Regions from separate parts of the Rattus norvegicus genome. Here region 1 is linked to region 2. The links are chromatin contacts, called in public Hi-C maps. All regions are on one chromosome and are shown on one strand. The core of a region is the stretch at or near the end of the contact, and the rest is flanking DNA. Distances in the headings are between cores, read along the strand shown. Region 1 has its middle 13 kb from the start of Trnag-acc. Region 2 has its middle 17 kb from the start of Cipc.

Region 1 (5,657 bases), core at 694-3,193, 46 kb before region 2:
TTGTAAACACTCAACGAGTTCTCTGCTGAAAAGAACACGGAATCAAATTTTCCCTCGGTAATTCTTGGGTTCATTCCTACAGTGTATGAGAGGAACAGCTAGACTGTCACAGGAAGTAGCGGTCAGGAAGAGCCGGGCTCCTCCTCTGCCTGGAGGCTCATGACGTGTCCGTCTGCTGGTGGTGTGGCAGGCTTCCCCAGACTGGGGAGAGTGACCACTTTGCACTGGGAAAATGCAGCTTTCTAGATTCTAGGATGACACCTCTCTAAGGAAAGGCCCAGGTTCCTCCTGGCTACACCCCTATAGAGACTAAAGGTGGTCAAAAGGTCAACATAACCCCAGCTTCTGGAGAGTCAGGGAGAGGAAGCATTGGAGTGTGGGGGTCGGGTATCCGGCAGTAGGCTTCCGGAGCCTCTACACAAGCTCTTCTACTACGCTGGGAAAGAGAGCTCCGGCAGAACCGTGACTGGTGCTGTGTGGCTCACAAGCTAAGTCCTCTAGACTGAGGGAAACAAAGGAGCAAAGATCTGCAGTGGGGCCTGGCACTTCCTCACACCGGAACCTCCGAGAAGGTCTCATCACTGAGAGATAGGCCTTCAGGGTAAAAAGCAGTCCCGAGGGGCTGGGGATTTAGCTCAGTGGTAGAGCGCTTACCTAGGAAGCGCAAGGCCCTGGGTTCGGTCCCCAGCTCCGAAAAAAAAGAACCAAAAAAAAAAAAAAAAAAAAAAAAAAGCAGTCCCGAATGCAAGCTCTCTCCCTGTGCCTGAATGCCCCACCTCTGGCCTGCTTGTAATGCCTTTACGAACCTCCCCGCAAAGTATTTTCAAGTTCCTGGCGGCATTTGCCACTATTGACCATGAAATTGACCATGAAACGAGATGCGTCCTCAGGTAGGGAGCTAAAGGAGAGGCGAGTCAGAGTCTAGGGAAGGGAGAACTGGGAGGGGAGAATGTGATGGCAGGGGTGCACGGGGAAGGAGCCCTGGGACGGTGCTCAGTACTGGGATGCAGTACTAGAAGAGTGGGCGAGACATCTGGGCAGAGGACAGTGAATGAATAGAGCAGTGGCCTCACAGGTCCTCAGGCAGTCAGTGCCCTCTGCCTTCCCCCGAAGGATCACTACACCGAGTACTGCAGGCCTGGTGATTCTGAGTTCTTGGCCCAAGCGTCAGGAAAGCTGAGTCCTACTCCTGTTTGTGCGGCGGATGTACTGTGTGACCTGGTCCATTCTGCCCTGTAGCAAACCTTCCACTTAGTGTGTTGTGCTGTGGACGCTGTGTAAGACAGCAGGAATCGAACCTCAGAGGAGAAGCAGTATATAGTTTGAGAGCTGGAAAGACAGGAGATAAAATCACATAAACTTGATTTTGATGGATACAAGCTGCAGAGGTCGCACGAACAAGAGAACACTGTTCTTGCGTTTAGCCCAAGATTGTAGAGATCGCTCACAGGGCCCAGGAAGAGGGAGGCCCGCCCGAGGCTGCGAGGCCCATCCACGGAGCCCGCCGAGGCTAAGAAATCCCTCACCAGCACAGCGTAATTAATCCACAACAGCAGGGGAGAGAGTGTGGCGGCTCTCAGAGAAAGGAGTTAATTAGCAACGCTTTCGGGAGAGACAATTAAATTACAGGAGACAACAGAACGGTTGGAGGACCCTGGAGCCCCCAACGCCGAGCACTTAGACCACGCGCGTAGGGGTGGTGTTTCCACCTAGCCACCAGCCACGCAGGGAAGATGCAGTACTCGCATCGGCCGGGAGGGGGCGCCGCCGCACGCCGCGCCTGTGCCACAGCCTGCGGGGACCATCCGCGCGAGACCCACCCCAGGGTCAGAGAGCTTGCCGGGTGTTTGCCTCCCGAGCCACAAAGGGTTTTAGCCAGGAAAGAGTGCATTCTGAGGCTCAGATCCCTGGTACCAAAAATAGGCTGACCCGAGAGCCGTCTCTGCATTGGTCAGGGAACAGACAGCCTGCCTAGAGGGGCGGGGATCCAGCAGCCTGGTCCGCAGCACCCAGACTGTGCTTCTGCGGGTTCCCAAAAGAGCACATTCCTGGGCTGAGCCCCCCTCGCTCTTCAGCCTCTAGTCTCCTCCCTCACTGCCACCCTGTGGCTTTGTTATAATCGTGTCCTTACTTGCTTTAGCCTAGTCCCAGAGTTGGTGAGTACTTGACTTAGAGAAGTTCCCCCAATCATGGCAGTGCGATTATTAATAGCCTTGTTCTGAAGAAGAAACCCGGGCTCAAAGAGACTGAGGAAGTTGCCCAGAAACACACAGTCGGTGAGTGAAGAGGTTGATATCTACATTCCATTAGCCTCGAGACCTTCCCCAGCCTCCGCCTAGCCTGATTTTAGCCCAAGCTCTAGCACAGAGCCTCTCATAGGTGCTAATTAAATAAGAACTACCGGATGAATAAGGTTTGTTTCCTTGTTTGTTTGAGAGGGATGTGAGAATTGCATGAGATGGTGTCGTGTGTGCGTGTGCGCGTGTCTGTGTGTGTGTGTGTGTGTGTGTGTGTGTGTGTGTGTGTGTGTCTGTATGTGTCTGTGTGTGTAAAATCCCCAGCAGTGCACTTGGACCAGCAAGGGTGTCCCTGCCCCTTGACAGTTCAGGAAATCCCTGGAGATCTTATTAAAACGCAGCAGGGCTCTGAATTTCTCACAAGCTGCTTCTGCTCACACTACCCTGTGGAGCAGGGAACGCTGGTCCCCACCTCCCACTTGGTCTGCACATTGGCAGTCATCCAAGGAGTTTCAGAAATTACTGATGGGTGTGGAACAGGGTGCCCTCCCTCCCAGAGAGGCTGATAAAACTGGTCTGGGTACGACCTGGCACGGATCTTTTTTTTTTTTTTTTTTTTTTTTTTTAAAAGAGGTCCCAAAGGATATTGCTCTGAAGCCCAGGCTACAGCTCAGTGGGTGTATCTGAAGGTGTAGGTGCGAGCAGAAGGGGTTATCACAGGTGTGAAGGACAGACTGCACTGAAGACTTGAAGGTTGAGTCATCAGATGTGGGGCCTAGCTAAGGTGGGGCTGACAACCTTGGTCCTGTTCCTTAGCTCCCACCCAGCCTGGATGGTTATAAAGAGGGGTGAGGCCTGGGGCAGGCAGGGAAGCACAGAGCCATTTGGCAGGTGTTCTCTAGGATCTGCCCCAGGAAGGGCTGCATTTTGGGTGTCTGGGCCTAGTGCCAGAGGCAGGCAGGGAGCTGGTGGATTTGCTGACTAACTTGACTTTAAGTACAAAGCAGAAAGCTGGTCTTGGACTAAGGCCAGCGCAGCCCGCCCAGCCCTCAGTTCCTTACCCGGCACAGTTCACCTGCAGGGATCACTGGAACTGAACATGCACCACACGGGGTCACACTGAACTCCTTCACATCAAGGCCCATCAATCCGTTAGTGCTGATAGAAGCAACCCAACACACAAGCAGCTAGCTAGGCTCTGAGAGGCAGGGTGGAGGCCTGGCCCCACATTCTCTCCCATTCATGCCTCCTTTCCTGCTCTTCCCGTGACTAAAACACGATTCCAGCCAGTCAAGTCTTCAGTGCAGTCTGTTCTGAAAACAACTCTTTAGAGGTTGAGGCAGGAGGATTGGTGAGAACTAGAGGCCAGCATCATGGTCTACAGAGAGAAACCTTGTCTCAAAGAGAAAAAAAAATTAAGGTTGGGGTCGCTGAGTTGCTCTTCTGGTAAAGACACAGACACCCAGTGAAACGAGCCAAGTTTGATTTCCCAGACCTACCTGGTAGAAAAAGAAAAGCAACTCCTAAAAGTTATCCCCTGAGCCTCCACACAGACAGACAGACAGACAGACAGACAGACAGACACACACACACACACACACACACACACACAATCAAAATTAAGGTGGGCATGGAATCATATGCCTTTTCCAGCATTTGAAGACTTATTTATTTATTGTATATGAGTACACTATTGAAGGAATCAGAGAAAAGACTGAAAGAGCTTGAAGGGGCTTGAGACCCCATATGAACAACAATGCCAACCAACCAGAGCTTCCAGGGACCAAGCCACTACCCAAAGACTTTACATGGACTGACCCTGGGCTCCAACCTCATAGGTAGCAATGAATATCCTAGTAAGAGCACCAGTGGAAGGGGAAGCCCTTGGTCCTGCCAAGACTGAACCCCCAGTGAACGGGATTGTTGGGGGGAGGATGGGGAGGGGAACACCCATAGAGAAGTGGGGGGGATGTTGGCCCAGAAACCGGGAAAGGGAATAACAATCGAAATGTCAATAAGAAATACCCAAGTTAACAAAGATGAAAAAAAAGAAAAAATTATGGGGTTGGGGATTTAGCTCAGTGGTAGAGCGCTTACCTAGCAAGCACAAGGCCCTGGGTTCGGTCCCCAGCTCCGGAAAAAAAAAAAACCAAAAAAAAAAAAAAAAAAAAAAAAAGAAAAAATTATTAAAAGGGAAAAAAAAAAAGAGCACTGACAGTGCCTCCAGAGATCTGAGTTCAAATCCCAGCAACCACATGGTGGCTTACCACCATCTGTATGGGATCTGATGACCTCTTCTGGTGTGTCTGAAGACAGTGACAGTGTAGTCATATACATTAAATAAATAAATAAATAAATAAATAAATAAATAAATAAATACTTTTAAAAAAGAAAGAAAACAAAAACAAAACAACAAAATTAAAATAAATAAAACCAAATCCTACGCCCTAGTATCTATTTGTCAGAGCTTTACCCTGTGCCTGAGCTTAAACTTCACTTGCCTGAGTTCCCTCTCTCCAGGCTTTGCAGAACTGCAGCTCTAGAATGAACTGCCCTGAACAACAGGCACTACCTCACGTCACTACCTCACGTCACTACCTCATGTCACTACCTCACGTCACTATCTTCCCCACAGGCTCCTGGCTCGGTGTCAGGGCGCCCAGGGTGGGTCGACAGTGCCTCCCGAGTGTTTGGTGCTGCTGGATGGGAGCCGGGATGTGTGGGTGCCCTTGCTGGCAGTTGCTGAGGCCAGACAGGGCTGTGGTTTAGGGGAAAGCAGGAGACTAGAGAGTCACCCAGCAGGATAATCTACCTGAGAACTCTCCCAGTGTAGGGTGTGAGGGTGAGTTAATCAGCCAACCTCAGCTTGTGCCTGTTGCAGCACCTGCCTTCTGGTCTCAGCTTAGGAGTTTGAGCCGAGGATTCTGGCCCTCATCATGGGGTGTTGTTATCCCAAGGTTATCAAAGCAAGGTCTTTGAAATAAAAGAGGCAAGTAGAAGGCATCACTTCTCCCAACATTGGTGTCTAAGGCCTACCGAGACCAAAACCATCGAAGGTTTAACAGTCACAGGCATCCTCCTCTGTATTAGTCATTATCGTTAGTCTTTGGTTGTTTGGTTTTATTTTGTTTTGTTTTTTCAAGATGGGGTCTCTCTGGGTAACATTGGCTATCCTAGAACTCTCTTTGTAGACTAGGCTGGCCTCAAGCTTGCAGAGATCCGCCTACCTCTGCCTCTTGAGTGCTGTGATCAAAGGCACACGGTTAGTTTTTATTGTAAACTTGGCATAACACGTTGTTACCTGGGAAGAGGAAACCTCAATTGCAGAACTGTCTCCATCAGATTGGCTTGGTCACGTGTGTAAGAGACTGATGGAGGGCACAGCCCACTGTGGGCGGCGCCATCCCTAGGCAGGTGTGT
Region 2 (6,131 bases), core at 3,315-5,814:
AGGCTTTGGTACCAAGGCTGCTTGTTTAAATGTCTCTCTTTCAGTGTTACGTTTGGCCAAAGAAAGTCTCTGGGACGAGGAACACATAGGCTCTGTATGAAAAGAAGGCAAAATACCGCTTTCATGGGAAATGCAGTGACCAGGATGTACACGTAGCCTTGGCGACCAACAAATAATGTTAGGAAACACAGTTGCGGAAGGGCAGGAATAGGACACTGGCGAGGTGCTCCAAAAAAAGAACAATATCATATGAAACAGCATTCAGCTAATGAGGGGGATGTGTTGCCATTGTATTAACCGTGGGAGTTATGAAGTGATCAAGAGATGGTTTCTGGTTTGAAACAGAAAAAAGAAGTGTGCCTGGCCACTGGAATAAATGTGTTCACAGTTCTTCTCTACCCGTATTCTAAGTCTTCACTGATAAACTGCTGTTCCTCACAGGCATCTGAGCACTTTATAAGTTGGTTCTAAATTAATTTATTTATACAAACAAGAGGGTTTTCCCCCCACCTACCCTGGGACTTGGCATCCCTTAAGAGTGGCCTCTGATGACCACTGTCTGACCAGTGGTGCTGCACCCTCAAGGACAGTAGAGTTGGGGGAAAGTCTTGTTTTTAGAATGGATAAAGCGCAGTAATTTAGTGGTTACGAAAAGCCTTTCTCACTCGAGGTACTCATTCCAAGTTGGCAGGAGCCTCTGTTCCATGTGGTCATTCAGAAAACCAGGTTTTGTTTTGTTTTGTTTTTACATCTTCTAGGATATATTTCGCTTGCAGGCTCAAAGCTGAATCTCAGGCAGATCCTTGCTCTGACTCAAAGAGATGAAAAGCAGTCCGGATTAGACGAACCGCTGACTTAAGACGCAGGAATTCCCATGTCTTCTGCTCATACAGTGTGACGCAGCTCCATCACATCTCTGGCACAGAGGCCAGAGATCGTTAGCCCCAGATGGACAACTACTGACCCCATTATAACTATGCACCTGTGGGGACTGGAGAGATCATTCAGAAGTTGAGAGCACTGGCTGCCCTTCCAGAGAACCTGGGTTCAATTCCCCGCACCCACAAGGCAGGTTGCAACCATCTGTAACTGTAGTCCCTTGTGGTGTGCTCTTCTCTTGGCCCTTCTGCAGGTACCAGACGGGGCACATGATACACAGACAAAACAGCCATACACATTTTTTTAAAATTTTTAAATGCACCTGTGGAAAAGGAAAGAGAAGTCATTGGTAGAGTCTGCTCTGGATGAAGGCCCTTCGTTGCTAATTTATTCCAGAGACACCTCAGAGAGAATTTGTGCAACTTCTGAGGGCAGCTGTGGTCTGCTTCAGGCTTTCCACAGCTACACAGTGAGGTCTTCCATACACTGTGAGCTCTCGTCTTGACCCACTTCAGAGGAAACCATTTGTTACGAAGACAGTAGTTGTCACCTCTTGTCTCTGTCATCTCAAATTCTTCACCCGACTGCTAGAAGTTGGACCTGATTTTCCTCTTAGAACATCCTTGATGCCCTATAGGCAGAGCTAATTCTACTCTTAGGTACGGAGGAGGCCATATAACTAGTTAGGCCAATTAGACCATCACTTTCTCTGGCCAGGGCGTTTTATTTGGGTTAGATCTATGGTCAAATTAGCCAATCATATGCCATGAAAACTTCCCTGGGCAACAAAATGAAGAAAAAACACTTCTTATGTTCTCAAGTTTATTGGTTCCTTCCTTCCTTCTTTCCTTTCCTTCCTTCCTTCCCTTTCTTTCTTTCTTCCTTCCTTCCTTCCTTTCTTTCTTTCTTTCTTTCTTTCTTTCTTTCTTTCTTTCTTTCTTTCTTCAAGACAAGGTCTCACTGTTTAACCCTGGCTGTCCTAGAACTCACTCTGTAGACCAGGCTGGCGTCTGCCTCCAAGCACTGGGACTAAAGGTATGTGCCACCACTGCCCTGACAAGTTTCAAATGGGGTGGTTAGGCCTGGTTCGCTCACAATCACCCATCCCTTCAGGGAGACAGATGGAGAGGATCAGAGTCAACAGACTAAAAACAAGCTCTTGAGATGATGTTTGAGTCATTGGATCAAGTTCAGCCTCAACTATAGCTATGTCCAACCCCCTGCCATCTGACTCCCCACTTTTAAGCCATTTCAAGATGAATTTTCTTTTCTTTCTTTTTGTTTTGTTGTTGTTGTTGTTGTTGTTGTTGTTGTTGTTGTTGTTGTTGTTGTTGTTTAAGATAGGGCCTTAGGTAGTGTAAGCTGGCCTTGTCCCCATCATGGCCTTGAATTCCCAAATGCTGAGATCACAGGTTTGCACCAGCATTCCTGAGTACCAGTTGTTACAACTAAAAGAGCAGAAACAGATACTTGCTAGACTTAGCCTTTCTTCTGCATGAAATTCAACTGCACCTGGGAATGAGTGGCCCGGCTTCTCTCTGAATCTCCTCAGCTATTTGATCACTGAACAGGCAGTGATGATTGCCATGGTCCCCAAACAGATTATGGGGCCCTAAAGGGACATGTGTCAGTGTCTAGAGATAGTTTTGAGTTCATGGGAGGAGGAACTACTGGGTTCTTATGAATGGAAGCCAGAGAGACACATGGCATCCTCCAACATATGGCACAGCCCCTTCAACGAAGAATTATTCAACCCAAAATGTTTAGTACCATGTATCTTGGTCTCTTGAGGCTACCATAGCAAAATACCTTAGTCTAGGCAAGTACTTGGAAACAACAAAACTTGCGGGGCAGTGGTGACACACGCCTTTAGTCTCAGCACTCAGGAGGCAGAGACAGACAGATCTCTAAGTTCAAGGACAGCCTGGTCTACAGAGAGAGTTCTGGAACAACCAGGGCTACACAGAGGAGGCCTGTCTCAATTAACTAATTTAAAAACAAAATAAAATAAATAAATAAACAACAAAAACTATTGCTCGCCATTCTGGAGGCTGAGAAGTCCAGAATCAAGGCATCAAGCAGATTTTTGTATGCCAAGGGCTTCATTTCTCACAAGTATTGCCTTTAAAGGTCTTCAAATGCAGATGGGGCCAACACGCTCCCTCGGCCTCCTATTTAAGCGCTCAAATCCATTCCTTAGGTCAGAATCCTGAAGCCCTAATCACTTTTCAAAGGACCTGCCTCTCGGGACTATGGCTTTGCTGAGGTAGCTTTTCACATATGAGTTTGGAAGAAGCACCATTCTTCAGACCAGAATGCCTTGCTGGTTCCACATAACGTATCTACTCCTGGGATGTTCCTCAGACAAACATGCTCCAGGAGACTAAGAGCCCTAGAAAGGCCACCCTGCTGCTCTCTGGGGCTTGTCAGGCCAAGCCAACTGACAGCCACTTGTTCACAATTAAGTAGTTATTTACCTGTTGGCAGAAACTAAGCTGAAATCCATTTCCTTGGGGTGGGGACTCTTCTGTGTGCCAAGACCCAAGAGAACTAAAAAAGAGTGTCCTGATGGCAAAGATTTAAGCACCTGAAGCCTTAAGGAGGCAGGTTCAAGGGGTGGTAGAAGTCCTCTCTGGAAGGCTATGCAGAATGAACTTGGTTAGCCCCTGCATGTACGCCTTACTGTTCTTGTGCATATGATTAACCAATACTCTGCTGAAACAAGGGGGAGGGAGATTCAGGATCCCTGCTCTGTCTGCAATAGGAGGCAGGGCAGCGGTCCTAGGAGCTCCCCAGACATACACACAGGCAAAACAATCATGCACATAAAATAAAAGTTTCTATTTTTTTAAAAAAAAGTGTGTGTGTGTGTGTGTGTGTGTGTGTGTGTGTGTGTGTGTGTGTGTGTAAAGCAAGAGAGAAAGAATGTGTCTGTGTCTGTGTGTGTACTCGAATGCATGGAAGCCCAGGGGACAGACGACCTACCATACCCTCCTCAGGAGGCATCTACCTTGTTTTTTGAGACAAAGTCTTCCGCTGGGAACTGGGGCTGACTGACTAGACAAGGCTGCCTGGCTAGTGGACCCCAGGGATCCCCTGTCTCTCCCTCTGCATCCCTGAGCACAGGCCCAGCTTTGGTTTTTCCCACTAGGTTCTGGGGCTCCACCTTAGCTCCTCATGCTTTGCAAGACAAGGAAGACAATATTGAGCTCTCTCCCCAGCCCGGCCTCTGTTTTGTTTGCTTACTTGGTTGGTTGGTTGGTTGGTTTGGTTCTCTTTGAGACAGAGGCTCGTGTAACTCAGGTTAGCCTGGAATTCACTGTGTAGCCAAGGATGACCATGAAATCTTGGTCCTCTTGCCTCCACCTCCTGGGTGTTGGGATTACCACGTACCATTACATCAGGTTTACCTAATCCTAGGGGTCAAACGAAGAGCTCTTAGCACAGCTCAACCAGCTGACTACATTCCTGCCCTAAAGCCTGGGACAGAGTCGTCCCAGGTTGGTGCAAGGACAGGGAGAGCAGAAGAGTAGGATCCAGCCAATTGTTTTTCAATAGCTAACCAGACTTTTAAAGGACTCTCAGACCACAGCTCTATCACCCTGGGGACATTATCATTAGAACTGTCCCCAAGTTCCTTCCCTCCCCCATCTCCCTGATTTGCTCTAAGCTTTCCAGAAAAAAAAATCTTTTGTCCCCAGACAGGAGCTTCTTGTCCTCAGGCCAAGGCCCAGCCTCCCTGCTCCCTCCCTCTCCTACCCCCGGGTGAAGTCAGGCCAAGGCTGGGTGAAGAGTTCGAAGGGTGTGGGCGTTCTGTGCTGGAACAAGGAGTCCTCTTTTTGTTGCCACTGATCTCTGTCATTTCCAGACAGATAGGAAGTTAAAAAAAAAAATCAAAAAAACAAAAAAACAGTAAACATTCTTCTTCAGTCCTAGAGGACAGCTGAGGGACGAGCAGGAACCTCACATGGAGGCCCTGCCTTTAGGGACCACAGGTAGAAGATCCATGGGGGCTCCTTTGACAAAGCCCGAGGCTCTGTGAAACCAGCCCCACCCCACCCACCCCACCAGGCCTGGGAAGTGACCCAGTGCGACCCTTTTGTTTTAGCTGGTCCAAGCTCAATCCCAATGCATGTGATGGGGAGGGAGGGGAAGTTGGACCTTTCAGGTCATAAAATTCCACTGTCCCCTCAGGGAGTTAAAGCATCTCGGTCAAAGACAGCAAGTGACAACTGTCATCTTCCTTCAGAGATGAATCTTCTGTTGAAGTATGGAGTTGGGGGCCACTGGACTCTAGGGATGTGGGCATAAAAAGCATTGTCAGTCTCTCATACGAACACCTCCACCCGCTAGTAGCTTTCAGGGTCTGAGTGATAGAGGAGCAGAAGAAGGAGAAAGAGGAAGAGGAGGAGGAGGAGAAGGAGGAAGAGGAGGAAGGGGAGAAGGAAGAGGAGAAGGAGAAGGAGCTGGAAGAATGGAGGAAACAGGGCTGCCCTCCCTGTCTCTGGCAGACAATGAAATCTCTTCCTTAGGAGATCCCTGGGCTCTGCAGAAGGCTCTGTGGTTCTCCCTTAAGCATCCTTTATTCGCAACTCCATACAGGTCAATAATCTGGACTCCATCTTCACTCTCCCTAAACTCAGCATCCCTTCCCACTTCCTGCTGAAAGTCCCTTGTTCCTCCAGGAGGCACTCAAACCACAGTGGCTGACTCAGCCATGCCTGCAGGAAGCCTATGGGAAGCACTCACAAGGCCACTCCCAAAGAGATGGTTCTACTGAGCCCTGGGATCCTCAGCTCTGAATGTCTCTGTGGATGAAGACTGTGGGACCAGAAAGCCCTTGGGAGTATAGCTTTCAGCAAACAGCTTTGACTTTTCCTTTCTTGCTTTTCTATTGCTGTGCTATGACCAAGACAGCTTGTAATTGAAAGTGATGATTTGGATTTTATAGGCTTAGTGCCCATGACCACCATGATGAGAAGCATGGCCTCAGGCAGACATGGACAGTACAGCACAATAGCTGAAAGCTCACGTCTCAAACCACATGAGAAGCAAAGAGAGCTACCTGGGTATGGCACTAGTCTTTTAAAAACCACAAAGCCTGGACACGCCTTCTCCAACAAGGCCACACATCCTAATCCTTCTCAAACAGTTCCACCACTGGAGGCCAAATATTCAAACATATGAACCAATGGAGGACTATTCTCAACCAAACCACAGCTCCTGTTCCCCACATTCCCTCAAGTATTGTT

The links. Hi-C and Micro-C count contacts between places; a contact is called where the count stands out from the background.
Region 1: a contact with region 2 is called in a Hi-C map of Schwann cells, with 1.9 times the contacts expected there. The contact joins two enhancer-like sites. A contact is called at or near these places in 5 of 12 Hi-C or Micro-C datasets (the Rat2 cell line, Schwann cells, hepatocytes and 2 more).

What each region holds. Positions count from the first base shown.
Region 1 is chr6:112,350,562-112,356,218 of GRCr8, reverse strand. No RefSeq gene overlaps it. Among named protein-coding and RNA genes, the nearest start is that of Trnag-acc, 13 kb to the right of the region's middle. Within about 2 kb of position 1,943, at least 59 of the 93 cell types and tissues checked have an H3K27ac peak or open chromatin away from gene starts, as enhancers often do. A contact at or near this core is called in Schwann cells, where this site is marked.
Region 2 is chr6:112,306,359-112,312,489 of GRCr8, reverse strand. No RefSeq gene overlaps it. Among named protein-coding and RNA genes, the nearest start is that of Cipc, 17 kb to the left of the region's middle. Within about 2 kb of position 4,564, at least 20 of the 93 cell types and tissues checked have an H3K27ac peak or open chromatin away from gene starts, as enhancers often do. A contact at or near this core is called in Schwann cells, where this site is marked.